2 separate regions of the Mus musculus genome follow, and region 2 is linked to region 1. A link is a contact called in public promoter capture Hi-C data. All regions are on one chromosome and are shown on one strand. The core of a region is the stretch at or near the end of the contact, and the rest is flanking DNA. Distances in the headings are between cores, read along the strand shown. Region 1 overlaps Casp8 (caspase 8). Region 2 overlaps Trak2 (trafficking protein, kinesin binding 2).

Evidence for each region. Capture Hi-C pulls out chosen DNA fragments and counts their contacts.
Region 2: a contact with region 1 is called in a promoter capture Hi-C map of liver. The contact joins two enhancer-like sites. A contact is called at or near these places in 3 of 9 other capture datasets (adipose tissue, liver and pancreatic islet).

What each region holds. Positions count from the first base shown.
Region 1 is chr1:58,826,760-58,832,203 of GRCm38.p6, reverse strand. It overlaps Casp8 (caspase 8), which reads right to left. Exons shown (of 9, transcript NM_009812.2): 3 at 4,892-4,997; 4 at 3,193-3,331; 5 at 3,055-3,108; 6 at 537-598. Among named protein-coding and RNA genes, the nearest start is that of Casp8, 34 kb to the right of the region's middle. Within about 2 kb of position 3,218, at least 1 of the 459 cell types and tissues checked has an H3K27ac peak or open chromatin away from gene starts, as enhancers often do. A contact at or near this core is called in liver, where this site is marked.
Region 2 is chr1:58,943,685-58,948,627 of GRCm38.p6, reverse strand. It overlaps Trak2 (trafficking protein, kinesin binding 2), which reads left to right. Exons shown (of 16, transcript NM_172406.3): 2 at 2,093-2,381. The coding sequence starts at 2,291. Among named protein-coding and RNA genes, the nearest start is that of Trak2, 27 kb to the left of the region's middle. Within about 2 kb of position 2,432, at least 24 of the 459 cell types and tissues checked have an H3K27ac peak or open chromatin away from gene starts, as enhancers often do. A contact at or near this core is called in liver, where this site is marked.

The DNA.
Region 1 (5,444 bases), core at 1,969-4,468:
GTCCTGAAGCTTCCACTCCATCCCCCATGTGCTATTTTTAGCTAACACCGCTGCTCTAGAGGGGGGAAGCCACACACAGTCTCTCCCCTTCAATAACCCCTTACCTCTGCCCTTGACCTTATAATACAATTATGGCCCAGTGTGACCGTAATTATTATAGGCCTATGCCTATAATCCTAGCACTTGGGAAGTAAAGGCAGGGGAATCAGGAGTTCAGGGTTAGCCTCAGCTACATAATGAGTTCAAAGCCAATCTGAGCTATAGGAGACACTGTCTCAAACGACAAACAAAACAGTGATAATGTAACACAAAGAAAACTGGAGAGGCTATCTTAACTGGTTCTTTTGTAGGTTTGTTTGGTTTTTTTGTTTTGTTTTGTTTTGTTTGTTTTGTTTTGTTTTGTTTGTTTTTTCTGTTTTTCTCTCCAGAGTTTCCAAAAGGCTCTACCCCTTATTGGCTTATCTGGCAGCTGAAAAGGAACCAACCAAAGGAAACAGGAACACCAATGCAAAGAGAGAGGTAGGAGACACACCTACCCGTGACTCACTGTCTTGTTCTCTTGGCGAGTCACACAGTTCCGCCATTTTGAGGCTCATCTCTGCAAGCAACCAAAAAAACGTCACACTTAGGACAACCTAAGGACCTTAAAACATTTTCAGGATGCAAGTGCATGCACGCGTATGTACGTGAATGTGTGCGTTCTTGCACGTGTGTGCATGCGTGTGTGTGTGTGTGTGTGTGTGTGTGTGTGTGTGTGTGTGTGTTGATGTAGGGAGCTCTCATGCTATGGCATGTGTGTGTGGAGAGTGTGTGTGTGTGTGTGTTGATGTAGGGAGCTCTCATGCTATGGCATGTGTGTGTGGAGATCACAGAGGACTCTGCAGATTGGCTCCCTTCCTCCCTCCTACATGTGTTCCAGAGATCAAACTCAGATCACCTGCCCTGTATGGCAGACAGTTTTACCTACTAAGGCATTTCACTGGCCTCTTAGGTATTTTTTAAAAATAAACATTGAAACTGCCTTGAACATATTTCAGATATATCAATCTTGTAGGAAGGGTACTTAGCACCCCTTGAAAACCAAGAGCACATTGCCTCATTTGCTAGGCGGTTACTGATTAAAAGCGTGAGCCCAGGATGAGTCACTGAGTCAAACATCCTGAAGGTAGTTGGAAAGAGCTAGGCTTAGGTGTGCGTGGATGGAAGAAAGAACTGGCTCTCTTACTCAGGCACAGTCTTTAAAGGAGGATTATCCTCACGGCTAAAGAGATGGCTCAGCTGTTGAGACCTTAACATTTTTGCAGAGGACCAGAGATTCCCAACACCCACATGGTGGCTCACAACCATCTGTAACTCCAGTTCCAGGGGATCTGATGCTATCTTCTGACGTATTCAGGCTCCTACACAAATGCAGCATGCATAAACTTACTCAGCCACACACATTTACACATAAATTTAAAATAAAGAGTGATCCAAAATATATTACACAGCAAAAACAATAGTGAGAGCAGAAGAGATATTATCAATATTAGTATTTACAGAGTAGTGATGGTGTTTTAATTTTCTCTGAATTTAAAAACTGCCCCCAAAAGAGCACAGAAAATTTTTATAATCAGAATATTAGATTAATCAAAAATTTGGAGGGGACTAGAGAGATGCTCAGTAGTTAAGAGCTCTGGCTGCTCTTGCAGAGTGTGCAGATTAGGTTCCCAGCATCAATATGGTGGCTCACAACCATCTGTAAGTAACTTCAGTTTCAGGAGGTCTGATGCCCTCTTCCAGACTTCATGGGTACCTACACTCATGTACTCATGTTTTCACACATACACATAGTTGAAAAATAAATAAAAATTTTTTAAAAAATGAAAGAGCCAGGTGTTGTAGCACACACCTTTAACCCCAGCACTTGGAAGGCAGAGAGAGGCAGATGGATCTCTATGAGTTGGAGGCCAGCCTGTTCTACATAGCAAATTCCAGGCTAGCTAGCTACATAGGGAGAATAGGTTTGAATAGGTATGGCCCTCATAGACTCGTGTGTTTGAATGTGTGGCCCCTGGAGAGTGGCACTATTAGGAGATGTGGCCTTGTTAAAGGAAGTATGTCACTGTGGAGGTGGGGTTTGAGATCTCTCATATGCCCAAGCCATGCCCAGTGGCACAGTCTCCTTGCTGCCTTAGGATCAAGATGTAGAACTCTCAGCTCTATCTCCAGTGCCACATCTGCCTGCCCTGCCGTTTTATTACCATGGCAATAATGGACTGAACCTCTGAAACTGTAAGCCAGCCTCAGTTAAATGTTTTCCTTTATAAGAGTTGCCTAGGTCATGGTGTCTCTTCATAGTAATAGAACCCTAACTGAGACACCCTACGTTGAAGGAATCCTTCTGTTTGTTCTATCCAGTTTCCTAGGTAAGGAAACAGAGGACTGGACAAATTCCATTCTGGGATGAGCTAGGCAACTTGGCTTGAGTATCCCAGGATGGAGCAGGCACACAATGGAGGAACTCAGGTGTGTGTGGACCTGGGTGCCTGGGCTTAACAGGAGACACTTGGCTGAGGGGCCTCTCACAGAGCAGAAAAACTTGAAGAAACTTGGTTAACAACATTCTGGAAAAAGTCAGGTGTTGATCCTAACACTTGAGACAGAGGCAGATAGATTTCTATGATTTCAAGGCCAGCCTGGTCTACATTGAGAGTTCCAAGACAACCAGGATGAGGTAGAAAGACCCTGTCTCAACAAAACAAAACAAAACAAAACAAAACAAAACAAAACAAAACAAAACAAAACAAAACAAAACAAAAGGATGTCCAGGAAAAGATTTGTGTCTAGCTCCCCACAACTCTCTTCAAAAGCAAAGGCCAGAGCAGAGTTAAGAGCCTCTTACAGAGTAACTGTGAGAATGTTTCCATGGGGCTTTCAGAGAGCTGCAGAGGTGACAAGAGGCCACTGAACTTTCATCTTAATCAGGATGAGGCAGAAGATGGTGGGTAGAAGGCAAGAGGAAGTCGGAAATCAAGCACCTCAGAATCTAAGGAATGTATCTGTGCGAATTACCATCCAAAACTGAAGGTGGCAACTCTTCCCTTCCTTCAAGGCTCATTCTTCTCTCTGAATTGAAAAAGAAAAATTTGATCAGAAAGAGCTGTTTCTCTGAGGGCTTTCCCAACTCGCAGCTGTTGACTAGCTGGCTACCTGTGCTTGATCTTTCATAATCCTCGATCTTCCCCAGCAGGCTCTTGTTGACCTGGTCACAGATTGATTTTAGGGTTTCCAAGTTATTTTCTGCCAGCATGGTCCTCTTCTCCATTTCTACAAAAATTTCAAGCAGGCTCTGGGGAGGAGAGTGAAGCACAAAAGGCTTGAGAGCACAGGCTTGGAGATTTGGGGCTTCGTTTAGTCTCTACTTCTTCCAAACTCAGGGCCCAGTCTTATTTCCCACATAGATCCCCCTCCCACCTCCAAGCACAGGCCGATCTCTCACAGGTGACAGTACTCAGGAAGGCCTGAAAGTATTTTAAAAGATGGAAAGATGAATAAGCCATGTCAGGTGTCACCCAGTCCCCAGGTCTTGTTCTCAACCAGTATGAGAATGCCTTCAGCTATGGACCAGCCTGAGGAATGTGGATGGGCCAATCCTAGAGACTGAATTATTCCCCAGTATTGCCCCTGGTACCTTAGCTTTCTCTAAACCTCAGTTAATACACACAGAGTCATATGCACCGAACACACAGAAAGATGCCACACACTTGTGTTCACGGGTACCCTAAGCAAACGCACAGAGATACATCTGGACAAAGCATACATCAAATTTAGGCCATCTACCACAGAGCACACAGAGACACACTGATTTACAGAGTGAGAGAACCCCCAACCCCCGCCAACACACAGGTATCACACACATATATACTCAGACCAACAGAGAAGCCACACAGAGGTATACCCAGGCACCTACACCACACATAAACACCCACAATATACACAACATGTAGACACAGACACATCATACAACCTACTCATAAAGACACATAATACACACCGGGATGGAGTGAGAGGGGGCGAACACGCCGTGTTTCAAGGGCAGCAGAAGTAGGGAAATGTGACCCTGGGCCACCTTTTCTCCTTGGCCCTGCTGGGTCCCATGTATTGTTGAACTGCACAACTTGCTCTCTCCGGCTTCTGGCTCGGCCCTGTGGCCGAGTAACACTTCACTGTGCAGAGGCACTAGAGCCATACCTACCTGTTCCTATCTAACTACTTTCTTCTAGTGAGAAGACAGGGGCTGCTCAGTGGACAGAGTGCTTGCTTACGGTGCAGAAAGTGCTGAGTTCCACATCCTGGAACCACATTAACAGGAGATAAAGGCAGGAAGATCAGAAGTTTAGGGTCAACTTTGGCTACAGTGATGGTTTGTACATGGTTGGCCCAGGGAGTGGCACTGTTGGGAGGTGTGGCACTGTTGGGAGGTGTGGCCTTGTTGGAGTAGGTGTGGCCTTGTAAGTGTGGGCTTTAATACCCTTGTTCTTGCTGCCTGGGAGCCAGTATTCTGCTAGCAACCTTCAGATGAAGATGTAGAACTCTCAGCTCCTCCTGTACCATATCTGCCTGAACGCTGCCACGTTCCAGCCTTGACGATAATGGACCTGAACCTGTAAGCCAGCCCTAATTAAATGCTGTCCTTATAAGAGTTGCCTTGGTCATGGTGTCTATTCACAGCAGGAAAACTCTAATGAAGACAGCTAAATAGCAAGTTTGGATTTAGCCTGGGCTATAGGATACCATGTTTCAAAACAACAACAACACCATCACAACCTTGAATACTATTTATGTTTAGCAGGGCTCTCTGGTCTCAGAAACCCCAGAGGTGACCCATCTTCAGGAGATTAGGTCTTACCAAGTCATCTTCCAGCTTACATTTGGGGATCTCATTGTTCAAAAGGAACTTAAAAGATCTCAATTCCAACTCGCTCACTTCTTCTGAGAGCTTAAAGAGCATGACCCTGTGGCAGGAAACAGAGGCACTTTAGAAACACGTTCTAGATCATTTCCCACCACTACACAGTCACAGCAGGGCTCACTCCCAGGGCTTCCTTAAAATAGTCAACTATTCCTGACTGGTGGAAGTCTATAGAGTCAGGTCCAACCAACCCACCCATGCGAAGTGCCACCACCTTTGTAACCAACTAACTTCAACTAAAAGAATCTCCCTGCTCCTATGTCGATATAAAAATCAAGATCCAGATGCGAGGATTTGGGGGAATTATATTCTCCATGGTGCACAACAGAGCTGACTCCCTTCTAAGCATTGGTCCATGTTCTCTCAGCAATTTCCTTCAGGAGGAGGCTGAATATTTGGTTCTAGAATAAAAGGGACTCTGAACACACACACACACACACACACACACCTCTTTCCACTCTTACCAACACCCAAGGCTCTCAACACAGCC
Region 2 (4,943 bases), core at 1,183-3,682, 120 kb before region 1:
AAATTCTGATCTGTATTCACTAAACTCCTCTCTTACTTGATAATTTGTTTACCAGCCTGGTTTGAGCCCTAACTGTTGAATTACATTGTTTTCCAAAAGGTCACTTAATTCTTAAGCCTCTCTAATTTCCCCTTTGACTCCTCTAATTCTGTTGCTCACTTTGCACTTTGTCTCTGAGACTTGTATCCCTCGTGTTTCTAATTGTATCTCTGTTCTTCACTGACTGTTTTTTCTGTGATCTCTACTTAGACATAAGACAACTTCATGAAGATGCACTAGCCCTAACAGAAGCAGCTATGACTGCTCAACAGATGTCTTTATGCAAAGCATCTAGTTAGCACTGAACACCCCCTTCCTTCCACTCCCATCTCTCACAGGAGCCTTGAATTCACATTTCTCCTGCCTCTCCCCATTTAGTGTTGAGATTGCAGGTGTGCACTACCACACCCAGCTGAATAAGTTCCCGATAAGTTCCTGCTTTCTGTTGTTCTTTGTTTTAAGTAGGCATATATGTACATGTATATATGTGTGTGTGTGTGTGTGTGTGTGTGTGTGTGTGTGTGTATAAATACATTGCATTGCAACCTTTGTTTATTTTGTTTTGATGTTTCTTTATGACATCTCACTATATAGTACTGTCTGGCCTCAAATTCTTAGAGATCCACCTGCCTCTGGCCTTCCAAGTGCTGGGATTAAAGGAGTGTGCCACCATGCCTGGCTCTTTGATCGTTTTGAAACTAGGTCATGTTAAGTTGTGTAGGTTTACCTGAAACTTTTTCTGTAGCCTAAGCTGGCCTCCAACTCACTGTCCTTTGCCTCAGCCTCCTGAGTGCTGGGATCACATGTTCCTGGCCTGGATTCTGACTCCTTTCATGCACATTACTAAACTACTAAAACATTATGCATTACATGTACGCATTACTGAAACATATCATTATGGTCATTCCACTTGTATGTGTGCTTCTGAAAACAAAATACTTAAGTCAGTACTGTGTGGGTATTCTTGTCCCTATGTCGGGCATGCTTTGTGAATATCTACAGTGTATAAATTCTGTTGGTAGAATTGTTGAGTTGCAGTTCCTGTGCATCGAAAGCTTGGTAGACATTGGGAAAGCCTTTCTAAAACCTTATAGCAATTTATACTGTTATCGGTAGAGCTTTGAATCAGCCTTTTCTCTAGGCCCTGTCTATCCAATAGTGAGTAAAGCTTAGCTAAGTTTCATGGTCCAGCAGATAAATATTTTGAGTGATGTTGAATTTCTTTTTTATCAGTGGATCTCCACCAGGAGTAGTTTTGCCTCCAGGGACATCTGGCAGTGTCTGGAGACATTTTACCTGTTGCATCTAGGAGAAGGCCTAGAAAGGAGATTCTGCTAGCATCTAGTCAGGACAGGGCAAGTGTTGTTAAGGTTCATTCAGTGTGGGCCACACAAATGACACAAATGCCAGCAGTGGCCAGAGCTGAACAACTTACTCCATTTCGTCTCTTTTATTGGTTATTATCTACAGTTCTTAAGTTATTACATTATTTGTTTTTGGATTGTCGTGTACATGGTTCCTCCGTCGCAGTTTGCCTTCAAGTAGCGTTTCACTGTTCTACATACAGCATAAAGGCCTGGCATGCATGTGCCTCCATGTGCCTCCAGGCCTGTGCGCTGCAGCACTGCATTGCAGTTCTCCATGATAGGGCACTGCAGTAAAGAGTGCTGACATCATGCTTCAGCTGTGGAATTGGATTACACTTGGCATCATTCATGCACGTTTGAAGCCATCACTCGGGCTACATGTGTCGTTCCCAAACTCTTCTCCTGTGCCCAAGTCCTTCCCTCACCCAGCCAGTTATCTGCTCTTTGACATTGTAGATATATTGGTGGTGGCGGAGTTTTTTCCTAGAAGTCTTACAAAAATGCAATCATAAACCATGAGCTGACTTTTTTTCTTTTCTTTCTTTTTTTGACCCACCCTAATTGCATTGAGGTTTACTCATGTTGTTGTGTATGTCTTAGAAAAACATTTTTAATGGCAGGTGATTAGAGTCCTGTTATTAAAGAGCATGCTGAATTCTGACCACCCTCTCTGTTCTTTGTTTTAGGCCATGACTGTCCAGGATTGGTAACCACATGAGAGCACTTACAGCTGCAGATGTCACCTGACTCATCGCAGAAAATCTGTTCTAAAGAAAATATCCATATGACCACGCCCATTTCTTTACTAAATGGCTTAATGGATTTCCTTTCCTGCGATTCATACGAAAGCTGCCCCTTTCAACCAAAGCAGGAAAGGATTCTGCATGAGTCAATCCCAGAATGCCATTTTCAAATCACGAACAGGTGAAGCAAACCTCATGAGTAGCAATCATAGAGACTCGGAGAGCATCACTGGTGAGTTCACTTTGATAATGTTGAAGTGTTATTTCCTACCGGACAAAGTGCAAATTCCTCAGTCTGATCTGCATGACCTGCTGTGATGAAACCCCAGCCTCCCTATGCAGCCTGGTGACCCTGAGACAGAGTGACTTAAGTCAGTTCATCCTTGTCTCCTCTCACATTAGCAAAGTCTGCCTTCTGTGCAGTTCTTTGTGCCTGCCTCCCATATATCCACTGAACCCCTGTGAGCAGGACTTGTAAGCTAGCTCACTGACTTGTGGATTTGGAAGACAAAGTTGTAGGCCCTTGATGTTATATCTGCAAGAATAAATAATTTTAAAAATAAATAAATAAAAGAACATAAGAGAGCTTGCTGTGCTGCCATAAGGACCAGACTTCATTTTCCAAAGGAGCAGAGGGGTTCAGCCTTCTTGGAAAAGACTGACACTCAGCCAGCTCACTCTAGTTACTTTATTCAAACATTATACAAGGTTACTTGAGGCTGGGAAAGGTTCCAGCTACCAAAGTTATCTTGCCCTTGCTGTCCCTGAGAGCAGACAGCGCACACAGATCTCAGTCATTGGCTAGCCATAAACAAAGTAAGAACCACAGGTTTGCCAGGAGTACCCTAGGACCAAGGTTGGTTCTAGCTGCACACTCTCACGTAGCACCTAGTACAGATTCTCTAGAGAGACAACATTTCTTCAAGGTTCAAACAATCTCAAAACAATTTCTCAGCCTCTACTGATTAACCCAAACATATCTACTGATTGACCCAAACATAGCTCTCTCTCTCTCTCTCTTTCTCTCTCTCTCTCTCTCTCTCTCTCTCTCTCTCTCTCTCTCTCTCTCCTTTCTTTGGTTTTTCCAGATAGTACTTCTCTTTGTACCCCTTGAACTCACAGAGACCTGCCTGTCTCAGCTTCCTAATTGCTGGGATTAAAGCATGTGTCGGCTAGGCAGTGGTGGTGCACGCCTTTGATCCCTGTGCTTGGGAGGCAGAGGCAGGCGGATTTCTGAGTGCAAGGCCAGCCTGGTCTACAGAGTGAGTTCCAGGACAGCCAGGACTACACAGAGAAATCCTGTCTTGAAAAAAACAAACAACAAAAAAAGCATGTGTCACCATGCCCACAAGATTTTTTAATTTGTGCTTTTAAAATTATTATTTTTTAACCTTCTTTGCTATTGTAACAGAAAAGCAGTCATAGATTAACCATGAAAGAATGAATATGATCGTGTTCTGATCAAACTTGTCTTTAAGACCAGCAAAGGCTGTAGGTTCTGCCCTGCTGGCTGCTGCCCCACACCATGATCACTTGGTAAGGTCAGTCCATTGCTTTGAACCATTTCTGTAATCTGCACTGTAGCTTCTTTGGGGACTTTAGTTTCCTTGATGACTAATAACACTGAGTGTGCTTTCATATGCAGTTATTGGCCATTTAAAAATTCATGCAGTCTATGCAAAAATCATATGAATTATGTGAAATCCTGTTGAATTATGTGATCTTGATATATTCTATATAAGGGATTTTCCTTAGTTTAATTTTGTGTTGAGAAATCATCTGGCGATAAGAATCTTATTCCAGGACTGTGTCTCATCTGCTTTACATGGTGTAGTGGCTATTCCTGGTTGTCAACTTGACAATATTTGGAATGAACTACAATCCGGAATTGGAAGGCTCACCAGTGACCCTTATCTGGAGGCTTGGAGATCCTTATCTGGATCTTGGTTTGGAGATCTTGAGCCATAGTGGCTATGGATTCCAGAAGATTGAATCTCCAAGTTTAAGGAACACACCTTTAATCTGGGCTACACCTTTTCATCTGGGATTAAGGGTGTGGTGGAACACACCTTTAATCTGGGCTACACCTTCTGCTGGAGACAATATAAGGACATTGGAAGAAGGGAGTCTAGCTCTAGCTCTTGCTCCTTCGCCTGCTTGCTGTGTGAGACTGAGTAACTGCTAGATCCTTGGACTTCCATTCACAGCTGTGACTGAACCATTGTTGGGAATTGGGCTGCCAACTGTAAGTCATCAATAAATTCCTTTACTATCTAGAGACTATCCATAAGTTCTGTGACTCTAGAGAACCCTGACTAATACCGAAGTTGGTACCAGAAGTGGTTCTAGAATAACAGAAGTACAGGATGAATCTTTTAAAATACTGGAATTGGCTTGTTGATCCACCAGCACTTTCAACTATTGGAACCTCTCCAGATTCTCTCCCTCCTGGGAGCTCAAGAGAATTTTGAAGACCCATGGTTGAAACTATATTTCGAACTTAAAGAAGCTAATGCCCTTGATTTTCTTAATGAATTACGTGATTCAGTGCACAAAGCTTTCTACAAGATGGGGAAAAAATCGGAAAATGATTTTACTGGCTGGCTGCTCTTAGTATCTGTGGAAAAAATGATGAATGAAAGGAAGAAGTTGTGTGATAAAATCGAAAGGCTCCAGACACAAGTAAACGATCTAAAAGTTGCTAAGTGTGTCCTTGAAGAGAATCTTCTCTCTTGTAGCAATAGAGCTCAAGTTGCAGAAAATCAAACGGAAACTCTCATTGTAAGGTTGGCTG